2 separate regions of the Acanthopagrus latus genome follow, and region 2 is linked to region 1. Evidence: chromatin contacts called from public Hi-C data. All regions are on one chromosome and are shown on one strand. Each heading gives the region's core, a stretch centred on a gene start, on an enhancer-like site or on the middle of the called end of the contact. The rest is flanking DNA. Distances are from core to core; before and after follow the strand shown. Region 1 holds the start of LOC119012137 (A-kinase anchor protein SPHKAP). Region 2 holds the start of daw1 (dynein assembly factor with WDR repeat domains 1).

The links. Hi-C and Micro-C count contacts between places; a contact is called where the count stands out from the background.
Region 2: a Hi-C map of muscle shows a contact between it and region 1, with 2.7 times the contacts expected there. The contact joins the promoter of daw1 here to the promoter of LOC119012137 in region 1. A contact is called at or near these places in 3 of 4 Hi-C or Micro-C datasets (liver and muscle).

Annotation. Positions count from the first base shown.
Region 1 is chr2:19,002,849-19,008,331 of fAcaLat1.1, reverse strand. LOC119012137 (A-kinase anchor protein SPHKAP) reads right to left here and starts at 2,447. Exons shown (of 14, transcript XM_037085692.1): 1 at 2,368-2,447; 2 at 1,105-1,242.
Region 2 is chr2:19,144,874-19,150,356 of fAcaLat1.1, reverse strand. daw1 (dynein assembly factor with WDR repeat domains 1) reads left to right here and starts at 3,287. Exons shown (of 12, transcript XR_005072476.1): 1 at 3,287-3,437; 2 at 3,665-3,737; 3 at 4,220-4,364; 4 at 5,018-5,079; 5 at 5,181-5,303; 6 at 5,433-5,483. It overlaps slc19a3b (solute carrier family 19 member 3b), which reads right to left and starts at 2,363. Exons shown (of 8, transcript XM_037117767.1): 1 at 2,021-2,363; 2 at 1,666-1,845; 3 at 1,374-1,539; 4 at 917-1,232; 5 at 572-723. The coding sequence starts at 2,170.

The DNA of each region.
Region 1 (5,483 bases), core at 1,198-3,697:
TGGACATGTCATTATTATTCATGAGAAATGAGAAATGTCCACTCCGTTCAAGTGCTACCTCTGTATTTTCCTGTCATCGGCTGCTTCCCTGAAGCAGTTTCCATGCCTTATTTATTCATGCGTTGAGCGAGCTGCGATGCCTGGAGATGAGTCCAAGGACAATGTCTCATTAAATAGTCATATGTGATGTCAAAAAGAACAACTGCAACTGGTCAAGGACATGCACTGTTTCAGGACTTAAATCTAACAATACAATGTGTTCATCCATGACAGAGGTGTAAGAGGTGTGAAATGGTGTATTTGAGTGCACACGTGTTGGTAGTTATATATGGACTTAACACAGCGTCCTGACCTAGTTGGAGGTATTTGGCTGAACCACAGTGGGTCTGCTGTTACTGATCTTTATGAAAACTTTTATCCACCACCCGTTTCAGCATACAGCAGCACAGTGCTTCATAATATTAATGTTTGTAATCATCAACTGGAATATGTGTACCGTGCAGCACGTCCACATCAGAAAAACAACCACATACTGTAGGTTATTTTATGAAAAGAAATGCAACAACCCAAATTTACGTTTCTCGTTCAGCGGTGTCCTCTCGTGGCTGAAGTAACAACAATAATGGCAGCAAAGGAGTCAGGTGTCAGAAGTCAGAAGTCAGGGGAAGTAGTATTAAGAGCAACAGTCCATGAAGGGAGGAGGTCGGGGAAGAATGTCTGGTTAAACAAGAGCAGGACTCCACTCCTAATGTCCCATGTGTAACCAAAAGTCGAGTACATAATGTTACCTATGTAACACAATTTAAGAAATGTATTTTATGAAGGTATGTTTGTGAATAAAGTTAGATAAGTATCATGGTAATTTCAACCAAACTCACTATATTGTCCTGAACCTAACTAACAAACTGCTGCTGTGCTGCAACTGTCACCTTGTTTTAGGAACCATTGGCAATCAACCTATTAAGTATTTTAGGTATGAAGCGGTGATGGCATAATGCAGAGAAAATCATTAAAGAATTCCAATAACACACATGCAAATATGGACACAACACAGACACACACACACACACACACACACACACACACACACACACACACACACACCTTTCAGATTGTCCATTAGTAGCACCTGGAGCCCTCCCTTGCCTCTCCAGGAACAGAGCTGTTGTGGGATGTGACATGTTGACAGGAAAGTCAAGATAACCCAGACGGGGGACGGTCCTGGAACCACTTAGTCACATGCTGCAGAAACACACACACACACACACACACACACACACACACACACACACACACGTCCTTGAATAAGGATAAAGACAACTAACAAGGTGTTTGGTTACAGACCAACAAAATGTCCTTTCTGCTGACAGTTAATAGAAACAGTCTCCTGACCTCCTTTCCAACTTTTCAATACCAAGGTAATTTGTAACTAAAACGTGAAATTTGGTACTGTGATGAAGATTTTGGCAAGGATCTCTAGCTCCTGGGCTCAGCAGACCCACATAAATCTTTCCAAGCAAACACTGATGACTGAGAATACTGCAGCTCTTGACTTCAGAGCGGATGGGATGCTTGGGATAACCAGCAACCAGCGAGGTTGATTAAGTGATGCGAAGTGTTCTGCTGGAGGTTGATTTAGCTGTTCTGGTATGGAAGGAGTGACCAGAGAAATTTTCTAGGAATTCATGTTGATAGTAAGAGACGAGGCTGAGGTCAACTGAAGGACTAATGTGAGTTCAGTTCGACAACTAAAAAAACGATGACTCCAGTTGATTACACTTTGTTTTAGAGGTAAGACATGATGTTAAGGGCTGAAATTACTATTATTATTATTATTATTATTATTATTATTATTATTATTATTATTATTATTATTATTATTATTATTATTATGAGCAGACAGGTAAATATATTTGCATTTCTCACTTTCTCTTTGACAAAGAGTCAAAGCCACCTGTTAATTACACATGAAAAGGCCTATGAATAAACATAAAATTAAATTAGAATAGGAATTTTAAAAAAAATATGTGCATATATGCACTTGTCTCTGCATTTGTTATAGTCCTTTTTTCTTAAGTTTCTTGAGCAGGTGCTTCATCAACTGACAAATGCATTAGCATTTAACTACACACACACTTGCAGCATTATACTCTGTATCTTAAATGCACAAAATATGCATCATACTGATTAATTAATCATGACATGAGGACAGAGTTAAGCTAGCTGCTTCTTAACAGCAAACAAGCTAGAAATAAAAAACATTAAACAAAATGTTTCCAAAACACTAATAATTTGGTATGCATGTCCGTAAAATACACAAAAAACAACATACTAAAAAATTCTAAAGCATTAACAATAATTTCGTACCTGAAAAGGGGTAAATATCAGCAAGACACAAGGCCTCCTCTCCGGCAGTTTCATAGACAACCTGTCGTCGCGGCTTAGAGCTCCCCCTTCCGGCCTCTGCAGGTATGACCAATCAATCACAAGCATCGTCTCTCAAAAGGCTAAACAGGTAGATATCAGATTAGTTTATCTTGACAGGTATGTTTACACCTTTTCAAAGTGTTTTTCACCTCGTTTATAACTGTTTTATTCTCTTTTAAATGACTTTATTTTTACTGAAACTGATTGTAATGACTTTCAACTGCCTTATCAAATTATATGAAATCATATCGACTGGGTACTTAAACATACACACACAATAGGCACAGAATAACAATATCTCTATCTGAAAACAACACATTTGAAGACTGAATGAGGATGAACAAACTTTCTGTTTTAATACACATATACACACATATTTTACATAAATACACACAGCAGCAGATATGTCCGTACATTAACTCATGGCATGAACACATGTACACATAAGCATATATAACCACATGCACATACTCCCCAACAGTTATGTCTTTATTGATATATAAAGCTACAAGAGTTTCATATGTGCATCCCTTCAATCTTTATCAACTTCCAATGTAAATTTTAAATTGATTAGATTAAAGATAAGGGGGGTAAACTCATAATCATTAAGTAAAACATTTTATCAAACTTATTAAACAATTTCTTGATAGTTAAACTGTTAATTACTTTACAGAGTCTCTACTTCTGAAAACACACCCAATGCAATTTTAAGGCCCCTTCAGGGAAAATAGACACAGCTAATGAAAATACTAAATCAATACTTTGAAATTAATGAAATTAATCAATGTCATCACATGTATTTGCTTTGCCTCCATTCAGTGAAATTAGCCCTTATTTGTGTAATATTCTACACAATACACACTAGAGAATATATCATTGCATGATATGCATAAGTTAGAAGGTATTTTGGTGTCAAAAGCAACGGACTTAAACTTTCAAACAAGCATTCAAAAAGTGATATAAGTTTTTCAATAAATATAATATAGTATATGAGCTGAAGCCTTGTGTAACACTGACCAGCAGAAAAAAAAAACCCTCTACAGTTTGATTTAGTGTGTCAGATGTCTCAGGCTGAAGTGTGATTATCACTTCATTGTGGCTGAGGAGGATGCTGTCTAAGTTGGTTAAGTGTCTCTCTGTCACTGGCTCTGTTCTTGAATATCAAGTGCCGTGACTTCAGCAGAGGCTTTGACAGTTCGGTGCCCCAAAACATGCACAAAATCTTTATCACCACTCTGTCAACTTAGATAGATAACATACACCAACATATGACCGATCAAATCATTATGAATGATGTTGTTTCTCACTACATGTTTGTCAAATTCTTCGAGTCGCTTTAGGAGCACAAATAGTCAAAAGGAAAAAAAAAATAAAAATGATTTTTGATTATTATTTTTCACAGCGTGCAGCCTGACTGTTCACCTGTAGCCCTCCTCTGACAGCAAGTGTACACCTCTCCATCATGTTTCAAACTCTGGCTCAATCTAAATCTGCTTTTACCACAGTGGGCTTCGCTTCTCAAAACAGAGTAGTGTATTTATTTACTGGAAGTGGTCATATATTGTTTCTTTAAAAGGTAAATCCCTGGACATGTCAAACCAAGCTGATAGCACGAAGCACGTTCTTCTTAGCCGGATGGATTGCAGTAATATAAGCCTCAGTCCAGAGACTGCAGTTCTCTACTAAATCATCTTTCTGTGAGGTGATGCCATGCTTTGTATCACTGACCTGTGAATGTTCACAATGTGCGGAGCTCTAACAAGAACTTCTGCTTCCTGAGGCAGCTAATAAATCAGGCTGCAGAATTTTCTGCACAATAATGATGCTTTTTCTCTGCCAATGCCACACAACTTAATTTCCTCATTTTGGAAAGGAGTTTCATTAGCTAACCATAATACAAAAACACAGGTTAAATGATGCTCTCACTGATATATGAGCCAGACAAAACAGGAACAGCAAAGAAAAGATGCCTAATGGCCAAAGTAACAATATATTTAACATTGAAATAGGGAAAGGAGTGAAACATTGTGTGAGGTCTCCCAGATAACGAGGTTGCACTTTATAATAAGGGTATAAATCATATGCATAAGTAATGTTTAGCTAATGCATTGCTCATGATTTCATGCATGGATCAATGCAGAATGTATTATGGATGCCTGCTGCTCACAGTAAACAAATGATCGTGTTACTTTGCGTTAATTGTTGTTGTTGAATGTTAATTCAGAGTAACTGCATTCATTAACTGATGTGCAACCAAATTAGCTGTCCCCAGTCACATAAAACTTTAGCTCAGACTTGTGTATTCTCTCTCCTCATTACGAGGAAATATGACACTTCTTCGATTATCAGATGCAAACACTGAGATTCAAAACAATTCAAGATTCAAAAACGTTATTGTCCAGAAAATCGTTTAAATGTCTCTTTCATTGGTGTATGACTCATATCAAAACATACACAGTGCATTTATAAGAACAGTCAAAATCCATGCAGTAAAAAAGCAGAGTGCAGTTTACTGACAGGAGTTAAAAGATGGCAGTGGCAGCGGGGATAAATTGTGTTTTATGTTTTAACCCTGGAGCTCCATCCTGATGACATCAGCTCACAAAGGTATGAGAGGGTGGGATTCACTGCTTTTCCTTGTTGTTCTGTGAGCTGCGTCTGTGTGCAGCCTGTGTTTTTGAGTCTCTGATTAACTCCACTGGAGAGTTTGGCTTTACTTTGCACAGAAATGTGACCAAACCAGGACATCATGTTGCAAGTTAATACACTTTAAATCAGAGCTTGGTACACACTGCTCAGGATATCTTTATTTGACAAACCATCAAACCATCTGAACCCCCATGCCCTGACTGAGAGAGTCTTGTCTTTTTCAGTGCCCCTAAATATGTGTGAATTAACTGTGAATTAACACTCTTTAACTGATTATTTATTAAGTTTGAACTTATTACTTAACTTGTGTAACTGTTTAATGGTGAGCAACAGGAATCCGGGATTCATCCTGCATTCATTTATGCATTAAGTCATCATGACCCATGCATTAGTTCAGCATTACTGAG
Region 2 (5,483 bases), core at 2,038-4,537, 140 kb before region 1:
GTAGTAAACAGAGATGATTCCACTCTCTCTAGATACTAACTGCCATAAAAAAAGGCTTTCTAGAGGATGGAAGAACAATAAGCTAAAGTTAGCCTGAATAAATGTTAAACAAATGTGTCATTGTTAAACAAAAGTCTGAAATAATGAAAAGTTTTGAAAAATATAGTGGTACTTTTATTGCCCCACTTATTTATTTTGAGAAATATTTCATGGGCATATCTTTTTAATGCATTTCATAAATATTGACAAAAATGGCATAAAAATGACCTACAGTGGCCATATTCATTGTAGTAATGGAGCATATGATCCAGTGCAATAGTGTGACTAGCTGATGTGCTTTTTTGGACAGTAATGGATATATAAAGCAGAGAAGAACAAGCCTTGGCTATACAGGATATATGATTATTTGATGGGGTTTGTTGATGTTAATAAAAATAGAGAATATTTCCAGACTTTCTCTACATGATGATACCAGATCAGACTGAGGTAGCTCAGATATAGGGACCTTTTTCTCTTTTACACGCATGCAAACACAAACGCACACACACACACACACACACACCAGTCTTACCCACAAGAGAGCACGCAGCCTCTACACCTCCGTTGTAGATGGACGATGTGGCAGATGGTTCTATATGGTCCCACAACAACTGGATGTAGTTGAAAACCTGCACATAGCCAGCAGTGGCCAGAGCCCACCACAGGGACCAGTAGATTAAACGCCTGCATGGTGGGCATAATTAAAATGCAGTATCATAATGATTGCAACTAGTAAGGCTTTAAATACTATATAATGACTTAATACCATGTGAATACATTTTACACATTAAACAATCATACAGGACAAAAGGCTCAGGAGATCTACATTCCAAGTGTAATGTGTATTGAAAAAAAATAAATGTGAAAAAGTAAATGCCTGGAAGAATACGACTCCCTGAAGCTTCGCCAAAGTAGATGGCCCGCGGAGGCCATGTTTTCCCCGCTGCACCAGCCAGTGCTGCCATCATGCTCCATCTTCTCTCTCTCCGAGCCAGCTCCGTCCTTATACACCACCGGTTCCTCAGGCCCATTCGGTCCCGGTGGCCCCCCCTGCTGGGACTGCAGGCCCCCAGCTGCAGCTTCTCTGCCTTTGAAGAACAGGCTCCTCTGGGGCATGGGCAGCCAGAAGGAGATGAGAAAAGCCATGCTTACAATCCCCAGGGTGATAGCATTGATGTAGAAGTAGTCCACTCCTGTTGATTAGAGCTCATCAGTGCTTGAGTTAGATGAGTGCAGTTCCTTTATAATCTTCTTTGCAGTGAATTTTGTTATGCCTTCACCTTAACGAGGAGAGAATATAGGGAACTCATTTATTATAGGCTAAGATACCCTACCCGCCAAGGAGATGAGAATTTGGCCCAGGCTGGCACCGAATGTATATCCAGCCAGCATGGCACTCCGCAGGTAACCAGTGGCTCTTTGGTAATTCTCAACCGGAATCACGCTGTAAATGTAGGAGAAGTAGGCCACCTCTGTGGACGTCACAACAGCATAGTTGACCTGTTGGTTGGATGGAACAGTTTTAAAAAGATTTCAGTCATTTTTTGCAGTGGGCCCAAAGTCGTCTGCATTATTTGAGAACTAAATGTTGGATTTTCAACAATTTTCAACTGTGTTTCAGTGGACCTGAAGGAAGGTCATAGCAGGCAGACCCGGGGCAAAGCAGAGCAGGATGTAGTTGGTGACCAGGAAGAGCCCCTGCAGCATAATGAGGGGTTTATACCTCAGGAAGTCAGTCAGGAGGAAAATAGGGAAAAGGAACGCCAGGTAGGAGTATGTCCAGATAGGGAACAGGTAGTTGGTCACCTGTGGGGAAACAACAAGCAACAGAGAACAAGATGCTGAACCAGGCATGCCTATCTCATCATCAACTGAAACTGAAGAGCAGTTGATCTCATAGAAGTACGGCTAATAAAAGACTCAAACTGTAAATTAATTCTATGTTAGCATAGAGGACTGTGTATGTGACTGCCATTCTTACCACTTCTTCAGAGATGTTCTTGTTTGGTCCAATTAAGTATGCTGTGAGGAAGGGCTCTGCTACCCTGCAGTTTGCAAAAAACCCATAGAGGGACAGGAGTGCAGTGGGATAAATCCAGCTGGAGGACTCCAGCTTGGCCCAACACGCCATGCTTTTACCTGAGAAGAATCTCCCAGGGATCTTCTTTGGTCTTTATTTCCAAGAGTGCTGCCTGAAAACCGTGGTCTTGGTTTTTAGTCTGACTACACGGCTCGTCCCTTAAATACAAGAGTGTTTCCCAGAGCTATCAGGAATAGTAGCTTAAACAACCACACAGTATCTTTGTGATCTGCACGTGCCTTCGTCAAAGTTTATTAGCGATAGACTTTGAACTGTTAGGAAACAGAGGGAAAGCTGAGAGTTGATGTAATGAGGCTTTCTCCAGTTACTAGCCTCTGCTAGATTATATCAAACAAGTGAACAAAGAGAGACATGTTATTGTTAAGCAGAGGTAAGAGTTCAGAAATAAGATGACTCCACTTCAGCAGCAAAGTTATTAGTAAATGGTTAATCATTTCTCAAAAAAGAAATGTCAACAGCCGTAAAAACAGTAATATTTAAATAGTAAAATATTAGAATTATTACTAAATAGAATTATTACTAAATTATATATATATATATATATATATATATATATATATATATATATATATATATATATATATATATATATATATATATATATATATATCTTAATATCTGTGTTATATCTTAAGCACAGGAAGCAGATAATTTGAGAATAATAATAATAATTTGAGATCATTTAAGAATATTTGTCTTTTTCCTTTTATAGCAATACTTTGGAGTTATAATGGAAGATAAGAAATATAAGGTTTTGTCGAATATTTCGTTTCTATTAAGTAAACCTTTCTCCTCAAATGGAAATGTATCAGAACACAACCCCTAACGGACGATTATTATGAAGAAACTTTATTTATTTTAAAATTCTCGAAAATGCATGAAAAAGAAAAGAGCAATGAAACTTCTGGACAGTACTGATGCCTTAGGATTATTAGAGGAAACGCCATAGCTTTTGATTGATTAGAACTGTTATGTTTTCATTTAATGTATCTTTATTTTTACTGTTTGTCTGTTGAAATATAATTTTGTTTACATTCTGCGCTCTGTTCTCTTCAGAGTCAAACACTGATGTATTATCTCCAATCTATTGCCTAATCTATTGTACAATTTCAAAATAAAAGCGGTGCCACCTGAGCGTTAAGGTTTTATCTTCGTGATACGCATGCGTCATTACTGCACGTGCCGCGAGTTTGTTGCCATAGCAACGCTTTGTTGATAGGTTATGTGAAGAAGCTAGCTAACCCAACACATGGAAACATGAAACTAAAGCGGTTCCTCCTCAGATATTATCCTCCAGGTAATACAAATAATTAAAATACGCAAAGGTGTCCCATCTGTAACGTCACTTCGTCTGAATGGAACTGTTGTAGAGGAAGGTTTTCAACTTTGACAACAACTTACATGCTAACGTTACTAGCTGCACCACTATGTTGGTTAATGTTAGCCGAGTGAATGCTAGTTCTGTTCAGTTTAGCCGACATGGATAGCCGCTCCTCGTTTAAATGTTTTTTTTTCTGCTATCAGGTATAATCCTGGAATATGACAAAGGAGGGCAGTTGAGGACCAAATCAATCGACCTTTTGGATTTGACTCCAGAGTGCGTGAGTTGTGTCATACATTGTTAAATGTATGAAGCTAGCCAACAGCCTAGTGGCTTTTTGATAAGTGTAATGTCATAAAACTCTATTGTGGGAGCAGGGTCATCTGTATTATTTTCTTGGTCTCTTAATACATATATATTAGGTAAGATTTTATAATATCTATGATATCATTAAGATAGACAATTATATATGATTCAAAACGGCAAAATCACAGTTAATTTAACTTTGTTTAACTGTTTAACTTTGTTGCAGTTGACAAGCAATGACGTGCTTTATAAATGACTTATTAGCAATTGTTTATTGGCAAGATCCTCATGATAATAAATGCTGTGTGGTCCGTTTATAAACGTTATTTGGATGAGTTGCAACTGATGTTTTTACCCTTTACAATTCCTAAATAAAAGTCATGTTATCATTTTTAAAAGTATCACCATCGGTCAGTCTGAGGTTTAAAAGTCACACTTTCCCCACCATGCAGAACAAACCCAGATGACCTGTTGGCAGAAATCAGCCAATCAGAGCCTCTGATCACAGGCTCCCGCGCTAATCAGGTTAAACAGCTGATCGTTCGACTTCAACAGAAACAGAAGCAGCAGGACCACCACAGGTTCTGTTTCATGAAGGTCAGAAATCAAACCGATACTGGTCGGTACTACTGGTGGATAATGAATCAGTCAGCACAGTGATAAGTATCTATAAAGTAGCTCTTGGTGAAGACATCCATTCATTTATTTTCTTTCTGTACAGCTGTGATTTTGGATGATAAAACATTTTGCAATATTAGCTTATTACAGCAGAACATTATAGTCTGTATAGTCTGTTTTTTGTTCATTGTTAACATTCTGTACATACGTGGAAAGTGATGAGTTTGACTAGTGAAATATGCCAGTGCTCAAAAGAGGCACTAGAGAGCAGCAGTGGTTAAGTTACAATTTTAAAAAAAATTAGAATCATGGTAACAGTCTGTCTTGTAACATGATACAGGTGCTGCATGAGTGTCTTAGCATCTTGAGGAATACACAAGACTTAATTTGTATGAGCTCAGGGTGGGTTAGGGGGCAGTAAGTCAGAGGATAGTCATGAAACTGGTGAGAGATTATTCTGCATAAAGAGAGAAAATCCTTCCACCACTGAAGAGCCAAGAGGGAGAGGTGTTCCCTTTACATCAAAGTCAGAAGAATTGTAAATGGGGTCATCTAAGATGAATGAAGTAAATAACAACACTGCCTTGGAGGTTATTTTTCCCAACCTCTTTCTGGTCTGTTTTTTTTTTAAGCAGGAGCTCAAGGCACACATACTGCCACTGACAAATGTTGCCTTTGACAAATCAGGGTCAAGGTAAGTTTATCTGCAACACACAAAAGTCTGGCACTCTGGAGTTGAGGAAAAGCTCTGTATTTTTGTCGTTGTTGTTTATTGTTCTCTCTAACACTCTGCAGATTTATCACTGGGAGCTATGACAGGACATGTAGGGTTTGGGACACAGCCTCAGGCAGAGAGCTGCACACGCTGGAGGGTCACAGAAACGTGGTGTATGCAATTACCTTCAACAACCCATATGGGTAATGAGCGTTGTCAGCAAAACCTGTACAGCAACTGAGAACATTGCTCTACATACTTAGGCTTTCAGAGAGGCTGTTCATCTTACAAATGACAGTTTCTTTGCTGTATTTGATCTTTCGGAAACTTAGAGACAAGATTGCCACCGGCTCTTTTGATAAGACCTGCAAACTGTGGTGTGC